3 separate regions of the Sus scrofa genome follow, and regions 1 and 2 are each linked to region 3. A link is a contact called in public HiChIP or PLAC-seq and promoter capture Hi-C data. All regions are on one chromosome and are shown on one strand. Each heading gives the region's core, a stretch centred on a gene start, on an enhancer-like site or on the middle of the called end of the contact. The rest is flanking DNA. Distances are from core to core; before and after follow the strand shown. Region 1 overlaps ACVR2B (activin A receptor type 2B). Region 2 holds the start of EXOG (nuclease EXOG, mitochondrial). Region 3 holds the start of XYLB (xylulose kinase).

Region 1 (4,133 bases), core at 948-3,447, 84 kb after region 3:
TAAATACTGAACACACACGTTATATTAAATTAATTAAATGTAAGTTGGAAGGAGGTAATTGGAGATTAGAACCATTAAGTTCCTATGAGGAATGTGAGAGATGGTGATTATTTTTAGGCTGTTAGCATAAGTATACATATTAGGATTTAAAGGTTAGACTAGAATAGAATAGAAATAGGGTTCATTATTTCCAGACCAGAAGTGGCTGAAATGTGGAATTAAAAAAGATAATCCTGGTACAGTGGATTAAGTATTGGATGTTGTCACTGCTGTAGCATGGGTTCAGTCTGGTCTGGGAACTCCTGCATGCCAGGGATAACCTAAGGGTGGCAGTAGTAGAGAAAAAGCAAATTTAACCATAGTGTTAATTATAAATATAATGGGACTTAATTCTAGATCAAAGACAGTGTTAGGTTGATTTGAGGGGAAAAGATACAGGAAGATTTAAAATAAAAGTTGGAAGAAGATAAATTGGGAAAATACTAATTACAAGAAGTGTCATATAACATTGAGAATAAAGGCATTACCGAGCAGGAGTTCCCATTGTGGCTCAGCAGAAATGAACCTCACTAGGATCCATGAGGATACAGGTTTGATCCCCTCACTCAGCAGGTTAAGGATCCAGCATTTCCACGGGCTGTGGTGTAGGGTCGCAGACACGTCTTAGATCCGCATTGCTGTGGCTGTGGTGTAGGCTGGCAGCTGCAGCTCTGATTTGACCCCTTGCCTGGGAACCACCATATGCCCTAAAAAGAACCAAAGACAGGGGCATCACAGAACACGTGAAAGGCACGTACTCCAGAGCCAGGCTGCCTGTGTTCAAAACCTGGTTTTGACTCTTAGTAAATAACTTGGATAGAGTTACTATCTTGTGTGAAAGAAATTCAGAGATGAAATAGAGGCACATTTTTAGATTCTTTTCCTGCCTCTTGTCTGTATGTGCCATTCCATGGTCTGTATGTGCACACCTGTGTGTGTGTGTGTGTGTGTGGTGCTAGCCCACGCTCTTGCCTCCATTTCGGTTGTCTGTGGCCCCTACTACACCTGGCCAGCCTCCCTCTGGTCGTGGGAAAGGCAGTGAAGATGCTCCTCTGTGGACTGGGGAACATGGAGTCAGCATCCACATGGAGTTACAGCTCAGATACTGTCGCTGGGAGCCCTCACCTTCAGGACTCCAGGGAGTCCTCTGGTTGAGCCTGCTGGGACAGCAGGTGCTCAGCTAACTTTTGGTTAGCATCTAAAGCAGGGCCTCCCAGGAAGGGAGCGTGGTCACTGTTGCGGGGCAGGCGGTGGCTGCCTCTCTCTTGGCAGACCTGAAGGCTGGACCACGAGGAGAAGGCTGGGCTTGCCTCACTCAGCCTCGGCGGTTCCTGGGAGGGTGCACTGGTGCCAGGGGCCTGAGGGAGTGTGGGGGACACGGGCCTTGAGATGCATCCTGGTCTTGTCACTCTCCAGTGCCTGCAGAGGGAGGTAGGGGCTGCTGAGGGGCCTCCAGGTGCCAAGGGCAGAGTGCAATGACCCACTTGCTGCTGGGGTTTGTAGTACCTCTGGGAGATGTTGGCTGGGCTGGGTGCACCTCCATCCCAGAGTTCGGGGACCCCAGGGGAGGTGTGACTGCTCTAGCTCCAAACCCTCCACCAAGACTCCTTCTCTCTTTCCCCCTCCCCAGTGGATTTCCCTCTTTTCTCACCACTGGAACAAGCCCAGTGCATCCAGGGCTGATTGGCCTGGGAAACAGACCTCAAGTATCACAGCTGGTCCATGTAGCTTCATCCACCTCCTGGAATGTGGGTTCTGAGTGGAACCTGAATATGTTTTTTTGGTGGTGGTGTGTGTCCAGGAGCGGGGTTTCTCTGCTCTGAGGGCTTGGGGAACACTGGGGACTTCTTTCCACCAAGGTGTAGCCCCCTTGGAACTTAAGGACTGCCCATTGGAGACACTGCTGCTTGGATACCTGGTTCCTTTGGAGGCCAGAGGTTGGGTTGGCTGGTGCTTGGGGGTAGAGCCAGCCCCTTGCCCAAGTGTCTTTGGGCGGGGGGGGGGTGCTCAGTTTCCTCTCCTGCAGAAATGGGCAGTGGGCTAAGGTCGGGGGAGCCTGCTGTGCTTGGGGCCCTGGCTCTGTGGGTGTGGGCAGGAGCCCCATGCCTGGTAAAAGGCAGAGGGCCTTGTGGTTGGAGTGTTGCCAGAGGCTATAAATAGCTGAGTGTGTGCAGAAGAGGTATGGGGAGGGGATCCCTCTCCAGTTGGCAGCAGAGCCTGAGCTGGAGGTGGGGGGAGGCATGGTGTCTCCCAGTCTCCCCTGATCCCCCCGGGGCTCTGAATGCAAAGCTCTTGCAGGTGTGGGTGTACACACTGCCAGCTTGATGGGGTGGAGGCTTGTGTTGTGACAAGATGGCATAGGTAGCAGGGAGGGGTCTGGCTCTGATAGAACAGCAGCCGTGCCAGGCATTGTTCCAACCACTCTTTAAGTCATTTCGTTCTTGAAACAGCCAAGGCAGTAAGTACTGTTATCACCCCCTTTTTCACAAGTGGGGACACAGAGGCACAGGGTAGCTGGAGGTGTCAGCACCAGGACTTGAATGCAGTCAAGGCCACCTTTTTCTCACTTAGTCTGTAGGAGGATCTTGTCAGGTGGGGGTCTAATGTCATCCTGGACCCTTCGGTCCTACCTGGAGCCTTGAGGTTTGGGGTTCCCAGCCCTGTCCACATAGATCCTGCCCACAGTAGTGTCCAGAGGGTTCCCTGCCTGGTCATCAGCTTGCAGAGTGGAGCTAGACCAGCTTTGGACCACTCTTGATGTCTAGTGGCCTCTCTTGTTTGGGCTCCTGACGTCACATGTGGGAGCAGGGGCTTGTTGTCTGAGGGGAGATGGAAGCTCCTCTGAGGCTCGGGGGCTTGGCTTATAGGCTGAGGCTGCCCTATTGTCCCCTCCTTTCAAAATCCTGCTCTAGCCAGGAGATAACTATGTCCTTGTGTCCGACCATAGATCCTTCCTTCCGTCCTTCCATCCATCCATCTATTCCGCCTGTGTCCAGAACCAGTTCTAGCACTCGGCAGGCATGGCTTCTGCCTTCATCAACTTTACTGAGGGGAAGGCTGTTTAAAAGACAGTCCTCAAGCACATTTGCTTTGTTTCTTATGTGAGTGTTCATTACATTATTTTCTCCTAGGGATTATTTTTAGTTATATTATTTTTAGACTTCTTGAATGTCTGAAATAATCCTTTAAACAACAACAAGCAACTAGTCAAGGAAGATAAATTGGGTAAATGGAGGATGCAAAAGGCCACAGGGTTGTAGGGGTCCTGGGGACAGTGGGGCAGATTTGGGGGCCGGGACTGGGGGCTCTTTGGGAGGGCATGGTAAGAGGAATGGACTTGGTAAATGTTGGAGGCTGTGTTTGAAGGGGCAGTTGGGCTGAAGTGTTCAGCGACCTGGATGGCCCATGCACAGGGCAGAAGGGGAACGGGAGTGGGTAGGAAGTACCTACAGGGGTCTTGAGGACCAAGCCCAGCTGGGAGGATCCTCTGTTACCCTTGCTCTCCACCAGCCAGCCCCGCTTGGTGCACACATTCCCCCATGGTGATGCTGGGAGCCTTAACCTTCCTGATCCTTTACCACCTTCTCCAGTCCAGCCAGGCGCAGGTGCTGTTTGCTGGGTGCAGAAGGGACCCTGGAGGGTGCTCGTTTCCCATCAGGTCTGGTCAGGGGTGTGTGTTTTGGTGGGGGTCGGGGGACGATGACACACACTAGCATTGTCTCCCTGGAGGACTCTGGTGAGTGTGGGACAAGGCTGAGGCAGCGGCAGGAAGTGCCTTCCTAGTTTCTGAGACAGAAGGGGTGGTTCAAAATGTAGATTAAGGCCCACTCTAGTTGAATGGGTCTGGGCTGGGCCTAGAAATATGCATTTTTAGCAACACTCTCTGCTGCACCCTAATAGTGATTCTGACATGCTTTGGGGTTTGAGGGCCCCTCCATTCACTGCTGCAGGCCCACTCCCACTCAGGGGCCTCAGGAGCCAGTAAAACCCTTCCCTGTGCATCTGGCCGGGGAGTCCAGCCCTGGCCAGCCAGCCTCCCTGACATGGCCTGGGTGGCTCAGCATCTCCCTCCCCCTGGCGCAGGTTCCGGGCGT
Region 2 (4,163 bases), core at 576-3,075, 100 kb after region 3:
CCCCCAAGATCCCCGCACATACAACCCTACCCCCTACTCTCATACTTTGCAGACAACTTTGAGCAATATTTTGTAAGTGGAGCAGAGAAACCTAAAAAATAAGTTATATTCAGGACTACTGCACAATACAAACTCTGCCATTTCCAAATGTGGCTGAGTACCAGGGTGATTTGCTGAGCTATTAAAAATACAGTGATGGGGCCCCACCCCCAATCTGAATCAGCAAGCCAGTCCCCCATTTTAGGGTTCCTGACTTATCTCACTAGATGAAAACATGGTTCCCTGCTAATAAAATAATGATAGTCCCTACTAAAACAGGAAAGCCCCAGAAATCACCTCACTGCTTTCTGTAGTAACATAAAAGATTTTTCTGGCCTATGACTAATATTTACTAAGCGGAGAAACACCAGCTTTGAATCCTGGGGGAGGGGTCAGTGCCTTTTTTGTTCATTGTTTATTATAAACCTTACATAACCTGCTTGGAGCTCTTTGGAATAATTTTTTTTTTTTTTTTTTTTTTTGGCTACGACTGTGGTATGTGGAGGTTCCTGGCCAGGGTCAAACCTGAGCCAAAGCAGTGACACCACCAAATCCTTAACCACTAGGCCAGCAGGGAACTCCCTGTAGGAAATGACGGACACCATTAAACAGAAAGGGGGCTTTGCTAGAAGGATCCTGGGGGAAAGTGGTCAGCCCAGCCCTGGGTAAAGGCAGGATGTGTCTGGGCTTCTTTCAGAGGCTTAGAAGTTGGGGTCAGCATTGCAAGCTTTCACCTGTGTCTCAGCACTTGTTCCAGAGGTGCTCAGTGGGAGACTAGATGCATCTGTTGTTGTCTACTTGGAAAAAAGGCTGTGTGGGTAGTGCCACAGTTTTATGTGTCACAGCTTTGCTATCCTGAGAAAGTTCCAGATCCAAAATCCATAAAAAGAATCTGGTTGATCTGGCTCAACTAGTTAGTGTCAGAGGCCCTGAGGATTATACAAAATGACCTCATGACAGGTATTCCTAGGGGGAAGGGGCATGGGGCCATGAAACTTAAAACTACACTTCAGCTGGTTATTAGACATGGCCTCCTGCTTAAACTAAATCCAGATGGAATGCTGGAGTTTGTGCTGCAAAATTAAGAAGACCCATTTATTTGTGAGTGAGAGTGCAGAAAACAATCATCCTTCCTGGAGTTCCCTAGTGGCTCAGCAGGTTAAGGATTCAGCATTGTTACTGCTGTAGATTGAGTTGGATCTCTGGCCTGGAAACTTGTGCATGCCACAGGGCCAAAAAAATCCAATGACATAATGTCCTTCCTTTGTTGGTGAGCATTCAGCAATCTGGATTTATATTCTATCAAGATAAATAAAACAGGAGTTCCCATCATGGCTCACTGGTTAATGAACCTGACTAGTATCCATGAGGATGCAGGTGTGATCCCTGACCTTGCTCAGTGGGTTAATGACCTGGCATTGCTGTGGCTGTGGTGTAGGCTGGCAGCTGTAGCTCCAATTCGACCCCTAGCCTAGGACCCTGCATATGCCATGGGTGTGGCCTTAAAAAGACAAAAAGACAAAAACAACAAAAAAAGATAAAACCGTTGACTAAATAAAAATTTCTAACATTAGCAGCGCTTAACAACATGCCCCAGGTCCCTCCCTAAGCACTTTACATCGTTAGCCTCCCTTAATCCTCATAAGAACCCTATGGCCTAAGAGTATTATTATTATAATTATTACTATTATTTTTTGCTTTATAGGGCTGCACTAGAGCATATGGAAGTTCCCAGGCTATGGGTCAAATCAGAGCTACAGCTGCCGGTCTGCACCATAGTCACAGCAACAGCCACAAAACTCAGGATTCAAGCGGCATCTGGAATCTACACCAAGCTCAGGGCAACGTGGGATCCTTAACCCTCTGAGCGAGGCCAGGGATGGAATCCGAATCGTCATGGATACTAGTGGGGTTCGTTACCAGTGAGCCACAATGGGAACTCTTCCTATTCCTATTTTAAGAAGGAAATGGTTGGGTGGGGATCCAAAGCTCTGCATCTGGATTCAGAGTCCTCAGCCACCATGGAGTACTGTCTTGTCAAGAAACCCCTTAGGAGGTGCAAAGCTATTTTTCGAAGTTATGATTTATATACCATGTGACTTCAAAACCAAGTGTTATAAAGACATCCAATGTGGCACAGGTTTTGGAATCAGACCCGAGTTGGAATTTTGGCTCTGAAGAACTTTGTGTAAACATGTGAAAATGACTTACTACTTACCTATTAAGTGGGACTAAAGGTATTTTCTTCTTAAGACTGTACATGCACATACTGAGCCTTCAAGGCATCATGCTGTTGTTATCCGTCATCCAGCAGACCAAGGATGGAGACAGGATGCCCCTGGGCCTCCAAGTTTGTCACCAGGGGGCGCGCGAGGGCTTGGTAGGAAAGGCACGCCCTTGCGCTCCGGGAGAGGCTCAGGGCCAGGTGACTCCAGGGGGCGCATGCGTATCTTGGCCCCAGGGTAGCGATTGGCTGTCAGGTTTCCGGGGCGCGCATGCGCTACGGCGAAAGGCAGGTGCCGCGGGCAAGATGGTTGTCAAAAGTTTTGCTTCCCGCTTCCGTGGCTCCCGGCGCTTTTTGAGTGGTTTTGTGGCCGGAGCTGTCGTGGGCGCTGCAGGAGCGGGGCTTACTGCCGTGCAGTTCCTCCGGAGTCGGGACGCTGAGCCTGCGTTGGCGGTGAAAGAGCCGGACGGTGAGTGTGTGGGCCCCTAGAGCTCAGGCCCGGGTTCCTATCTCGGGTAGGAGCCAGCCGTAACCCTAGACGCGCGCGGTCTCCACTCATCCGGCCCCGGGTTGTCCGCGGTCCAGTTCCCCGGCCCGGCCCCCACTCTGCGTCGCGTCCCGCCTGCCTCCTTTGTGCACTTCCTTCCTCTGGGGATCTGCCCCCGCCCCCTTGCACCAAAGTATTAGTCTCGACATGTGTGTTTTACTATGCCCTCCCCTAGATTGTTAGTCCCATAACCGTTCGGACCGTGTCAGTTTCGTTCTCCACCATTTACTCAGCCTGGGACCTGGCAGATAATTGGCTTCCAGTAAGTACGGATGAGTGACATATATTTAGTAGTCCTCATTTTATCATTGTTCAAATGAAGAACACCTGCTAGCCTTTCTTTAAAGTATGTAAGTCCGCAGGTTATCAGGGATACCTTATATTTGACATAGTAAATGAGCTCATGCTCATCTCATCTCTTAATGTCCCCGTCGTGCTAATTTAACTTGGTCCTTCTGATACTTCGCATTTAGCAAGAGAGCTATCCTGGTGGGTTGAAACCTGCAGAGGGCATCAAGAGGATTATTTTGAAAACAGCTCTCTCTTCATTGTGTACTTGGTTTCTCTCACTAGGAAAAATTGTACTAGTTTTACCACTGCCTTGCTGCAGCACGTGTCTCTGCTTCAGTATGGGAGCATTGAAAACAGTGTGGAGGAACCATGGTCCTTTACAAATACTTAAAAGGCTGTGCTTTTGTCTCCACACTAACTTTTTTTTTTGTCTTTTTGCCATTTCTTGGGCCCTTCCCGCCGCATATGGAGGTTCCCAGACTAGGGGTCAAATTGGAGCTGTAGCTGCCAGCTTACGCCAGAGCCACAGCAACGCAGGATCCGAGCCGTGTCTGCGACCTATACCACAGCTCACGGCCGGATCGTTAACCCACTGAGCAAGGCCTCGGATCGAACCGCAATCTCATGGTTCCTAGTCGGATTCGTTAACCACTGCGCCACGACGGGAACTCCACACACTAACTCTTTAAACATAATGAGTTGGCAGGCTCTCTCCCATTTAGTCATACCAATGACTAGTAATGACATGAGTTTTTCCTTGGCTGCTTTTGAGTACACTGTACTTTGTGTACAGTGAGACACCAGCAAGATCAGGTCCTTATCCCCCTCCCCGGCCCGTGGGTACTTCTTTATTAGGAAAGAAACTATTTTCAGACTAGAGACTGCAGAAGGGAACTAACTTGATTCTGCAATTCTAGAACAAACTGCATGATAAAGGATTCTTGAGTTTTCACAGAGTGAGGGCGGGGGGAGAGAGAATCATTTAAACAGTGTTTCCCAAATTTGGCTATTTTTACAAACATATGCTTAGAAGAGGGAGTTACAGGTTTTCCACGGTAACAT
Region 3 (4,384 bases), core at 616-3,115:
CAGGAGTTCTTTGACAGGCTCTATGCAGGGATCCAGGTTCAAGTTTGGAGGCTGATAAGCAAAAGACCAGCCTCAGGCCATTGCAACCTGGGCATCAACAACAGGAGGACAACATGGGTGGTATGGACACCTTGGGTTTTTTCTTGTTTTGGCCTCCCCTGAGGCCTGTTCAAATTCCCGGGCCAGGGATCAAATCTGCATTATAGCAGTGACCCAAGCCATAGCAGTGTCAATGTCATATCCTTAACCCACTAGGCCACCAGGAAACTGTAGGTATTAATAACTCAGAATTAAGATTTCTGTCTTTAGAGTTACCTCTGTGGCTCAGCAGCTTAAGAACCTGACTAGTTCCAAATAAGACAGCTTGGAGGGTGGGGAGATGCGCTGGGGTTTGGGCTGGAAATGCTATAAAATTTGGTTGTGCTGATTGTTGTACAACTATAAATGTAATAAAATTCATTGGGGGGGGGAAGAACCTGACTAGTATCCATGAGGATGCAGGTTTGATCCCTGGTCTCACTCAGGGGGTCAGGCATTGCTGTGAGCTGTGGTGTAGGTTGCAGAGCAGCTTGGATCCCATGTTGCTACGGCTGTGGTGAAGGCTGACAGCTGTAGCTCCGATTCGACCCCTCACCTGGGAACTTCCGTATGCCACAGGTGTAGCCCTAAATGATTTCTGTCTTTGGAGTTCCTGCTGTGGCATAGCAGTTTAAGGATCCAGCGTTGTCTCTGCACAATGGGGTTAAGGATCCTGTGGCCAGAAAAGAAAAAATTCTATCTTCATTCTTTGCCAATGGATCAGACAGTGGGTGTGTAGTCTCCTTACACAGGCAAATGGCCTCCACACCTCTGGTTTTCTCTGGAGTGAAAAGGCTGTTCTATTAAGAGAAAGGATGAGTCATCAAAATGAGGCAGATGCCATAACCCATAGAGAAAGGCACCCCTCACCAAGAGTAGGTCTCCCTCTGAGGCAGCCTGAGACAGAGCCAGTAGCCTTGGCCTTCGAGAGCCTTTTATATTTTCCCCTGGGCCTTCTCACAAGGCTCTCCAGCAAATTGTCTTGTTTACTGGTTAAACACCTAAGCTCTGGAGCCAAACTCTCTAGATTTGGGTCCAGCTCTGCCACTGACCTTGGGACCTTGGGCTAAGAGGAGGATCTGGGCTCTAAGCAGTTCAAGTTCAGCAAGAGAGATACGGGTAATCAGACCATTCCATCAGGGCTCTGCTGGGCTGGGAGCTCCCGGGAAGAGCATCTCACTTGAGTAGGTGCCGGGAGGCCATCCAGGGGACACACCAGAGGGAATAAGGGGATGAGGAGGTGTCTTCAGCTGTAGGAATTAAGGGAGTGGGTCTGATTTGGTTCTCACCCCCCGTCACCATGCATGGCACAGGTGACACCATCAACACCAGCTGATCTCAAGGACAAAAGAGCCCCAGATGGAGGGGGTGGGGGGCTCAGGCTCTGACTTTAAATACAGAGGTGAGATGTGGCACATGTCAGAGCTGGGGAATTACTCAATTTGCTGGCTCAGGACAGGGCCTGCTGGAGCCCAGTGCCTCCATCCCCAGGGCACATTTCCCTGTGTCACCACCATCAGTGGACAGCTTCTCCAGCACGAGAGACAGCCATGGCTGTCCCCAGGGCCACCAGAGAGACAGGCAAGGACAAGCTGGCTTAAAGGTGAATCCTTTGGCCAAGGCGTCCTCCGAGGGAAAGCAGACTGTTAGGGCCAAGCCTTTGCAGGGAGCACGATGGGAGGTGGGGCGAGGCGAGGCGGGATGGGGTTGGAGGGAGAGGGCTGCGTGGAGGACCCTGGTGTGAACAGCAGGCCGTGACTGAGTCGCTGCACGTCCCCCGCCCTGCCCACCGGCAGGCGGCGCCAGAGAGCCAGGCCGCGGGGTCCCAGGGTCTGGCGTCCAGCCGGGCGGGGCGAGGGGCGGGCCCTGGCGTGACCGCGTTGGAGCTTGCAGACAGTCCCGCGGCGGGAGCGACCCGTAGCCGGAACCTCCGCAGCCATGGCCGAACACTCAGCTCGCCACTGCTGCCTGGGATGGGACTTCAGCACGCAGCAGGTATCAACGCGGGCCCAGACCAGCCGGGCGTAGCCGCCCTCTTTGCAACATCGGGCGGGCTGGCGGCGTGAACCAGGCACCCGGAACCCTGGGCCACGCCACGGGCGCGCCTTTTCTAGGGCTTCCCGGCTGTGCCTGCCGGTGCCTACAGCGCGGGAGATGCGACCGTGACCCGGCCTGGACCCCCGGTCCTTCCAGAAACGGCTCCCCCACCCCCACCCCACCCCACCACCGTGTCCCCTACCCCCGCAGGACCCTGCGGGCACGTAGCTGGAAAGCTCCCAGAGGGCCCTGGGGACCAAAGGGTTCACGCCCCCTGGGCGCAGTTGGTGGAACCCAAAGAATTCAGCTACTGTAAGAGAGAGGACCAGACAGACAGGTAGGCACACAGGCAGAACCAGTGACCTAGAACTAGAACACCGCTTGAAGCCTTTTTTAAAAAGCGAAATTGGCACAGTATACACATGAACTTTGTCCCACCTGTGACAGCCATTGGTTGGCACCAGTGTGCTGGGTTAACCTGCGTGCCCAGGGCCCTACAGACAGGCAAGCTGAGGCAAAATTTGCCTTCAGATTGGGCCTGTGGTGTCCAGGGGCTCCTTCTCCTTAACTTGGGAAATTAACACAGTTGCAGTCAAACCTTTCTCTGTGAATGGATCTCCGGAGCAAGGCTGTGACCAATCCCTTACCAGAAAGCCCTGTGACCCTTGGTCAGGTTGTCTTGCTAGGCCTCATTTTCTGCATCTGTCTAAGAAAGGAGTTGTACCCTTGGGTTTGGAGGTCTGCTCCATTGGGAAGTGTCTCTGGTCCTTGGGAACAGCCCAGGGGCCTTGCCTGATCTCTCAGACCCCTGCAGGTGCGGAGCCCCAGAGACATCTCCAAACCCACCTCGTATTCCTTCTCCTCTAGGACTTTCTCAGACCTCGTTGCTTGACATAGGAACCAGCTTATCTACCTCTAGAAGAATATCCACCTCTAGAAGGCCTTGGCTCTGGCTGTTTGGAGGACAAAAATTCCCTGAGCTGCATGGGTGTTCGACTTAGCCTCAGCTTCTTCATTTTACTAAGTCTTTGGACATGTCCCCCGATGAGACCTCTGTTACCATGGTTACAGTGATGCACTCGGGCCTCAAGGAGGTCTCCAGGCAGAACCACTTTCTAGCGAGTTGAGCTACATTTGGTGATGTTCATATCCTTAGACCAGGTAGAAACTGAGGAAAATTCTGTACCTTACTTTTTTATTTTATTTTAATTAATTAATTAATTTTGTCTTTTTAGGGCTGCACCGGCACATGGAGGTTCCCAGACTAGGGGCTGAATTGGAGCTGTAGCTGTTAGACTATGCCACAACCACAGCCATGCTGGATCTGAGCGGCATCTGCAACCTACACACAGTTCACCGGGATGCCGGATCCTTAACTCACTGAGCGAGGCCAGGGATCCAACCTACATCCTCATGGATACTAGTCAGATTTGTTTCCACTGAGCCACAATGGGAACTCCCCTACCTTACTTTTTAAAATGCCTTCCAGGTAAAAGTTGTTGCTGTTGATGCAGAGCTGAATGTCTTCTATGAGGATAGTGTGCATTTTGACAGAGACCTTCCAGAATTCAGGTATGTACCTAGTGTGTAAGTATGGGGGCGGGGGTTGGGCTCCTCCCTCAACATTTTACATTTGTAAACCACACTATTCTGGCTACATCAAACTGTGGGAGGGTGGTCTTGGTGGATCTGTCAGCATCTTTCTGCGATGCCTGGGTTGTGCTCTCCTGCATTCCTTCCCATTCTGCTCACTACTTCATATACATAGCTGAGACTTTGTGCCAGCACTGTGCTGAAATTTGATACTGATCCAAAAAGAGGCATATGGTCCTTGCTCTCCCAGAGCTTCAACTGAGGGAGAGAGATTGATATTAATCAAAGACGCTCACAAAAGAATATTTGGTTGTAAACTCAGAGAAGGCCATTGAAGGAAAGGAACTATCTTCTTCATCTGTTTATTTTAAAGGAATTAGACACAAACTTGGGAGAATGGGTTAGGGAATATACCTAAGGAAGTAGTGCTTAAGCCAAGATATGAATGAGTGGGGTTAACCAGGTGATAGATGGTAGAGAGGAACGGGCATGTGCAAAGTCCCTGTGGCAAGGAGCGCTGCTCATTCATGGGACTGAAGAAGGCCATGGTGGCTGGGGAGCAAAGAGGGAGGTGGAAGCTGGGCTGGGCCATATAGGCCATAGAATACAGTTTATCTTTATCCTAAAAGCTTTGGTTACCCACTGAAGGGCGATAGGGATGTGTGTGTGTGTGTGT

What was found. Promoter capture Hi-C pulls out the DNA fragments that hold promoters and counts their contacts. HiChIP or PLAC-seq counts read pairs in DNA pulled down with a chosen protein or histone mark.
Region 1: a contact with region 3 is called in a promoter capture Hi-C map of skeletal muscle, with 6 times the contacts expected there. The contact joins the enhancer-like site here to the promoter of XYLB in region 3. A contact is called at or near these places in 4 of 5 promoter capture datasets (fetal liver, fetal skeletal muscle, liver and 1 more), 22 of 47 Hi-C or Micro-C datasets (adipocytes, adipose tissue, alveolar macrophages and 14 more) and 1 of 2 datasets of contacts at active chromatin or transcription factors (skeletal muscle).
Region 2: an H3K27ac HiChIP or PLAC-seq map of alveolar macrophages shows a contact between it and region 3. The contact joins the promoter of EXOG here to the promoter of XYLB in region 3. A contact is called at or near these places in 4 of 5 promoter capture datasets (fetal liver, fetal skeletal muscle, liver and 1 more), 18 of 47 Hi-C or Micro-C datasets (adipocytes, adipose tissue, alveolar macrophages and 13 more) and 2 of 2 datasets of contacts at active chromatin or transcription factors (alveolar macrophages and skeletal muscle).

The regions. Positions count from the first base shown.
Region 1 is chr13:23,255,389-23,259,521 of Sscrofa11.1, forward strand. ACVR2B (activin A receptor type 2B) reads left to right here. Exons shown (of 11, transcript NM_001005350.2): 2 at 4,123-4,133. Among named protein-coding and RNA genes, the nearest start is that of ACVR2B, 20 kb to the left of the region's middle. Within about 2 kb of position 2,198, at least 4 of the 83 cell types and tissues checked have an H3K27ac peak or open chromatin away from gene starts, as enhancers often do. A contact at or near this core is called in fetal skeletal muscle and skeletal muscle, where this site is marked.
Region 2 is chr13:23,276,633-23,280,795 of Sscrofa11.1, forward strand. It overlaps EXOG (nuclease EXOG, mitochondrial), which reads left to right and starts at 1,826. Exons shown (of 11, transcript XR_001300113.2): 1 at 1,826-2,732.
Region 3 is chr13:23,172,004-23,176,387 of Sscrofa11.1, forward strand. It overlaps XYLB (xylulose kinase), which reads left to right and starts at 1,866. Exons shown (of 21, transcript XM_021071667.1): 1 at 1,866-2,073; 2 at 3,605-3,687. The coding sequence starts at 2,017.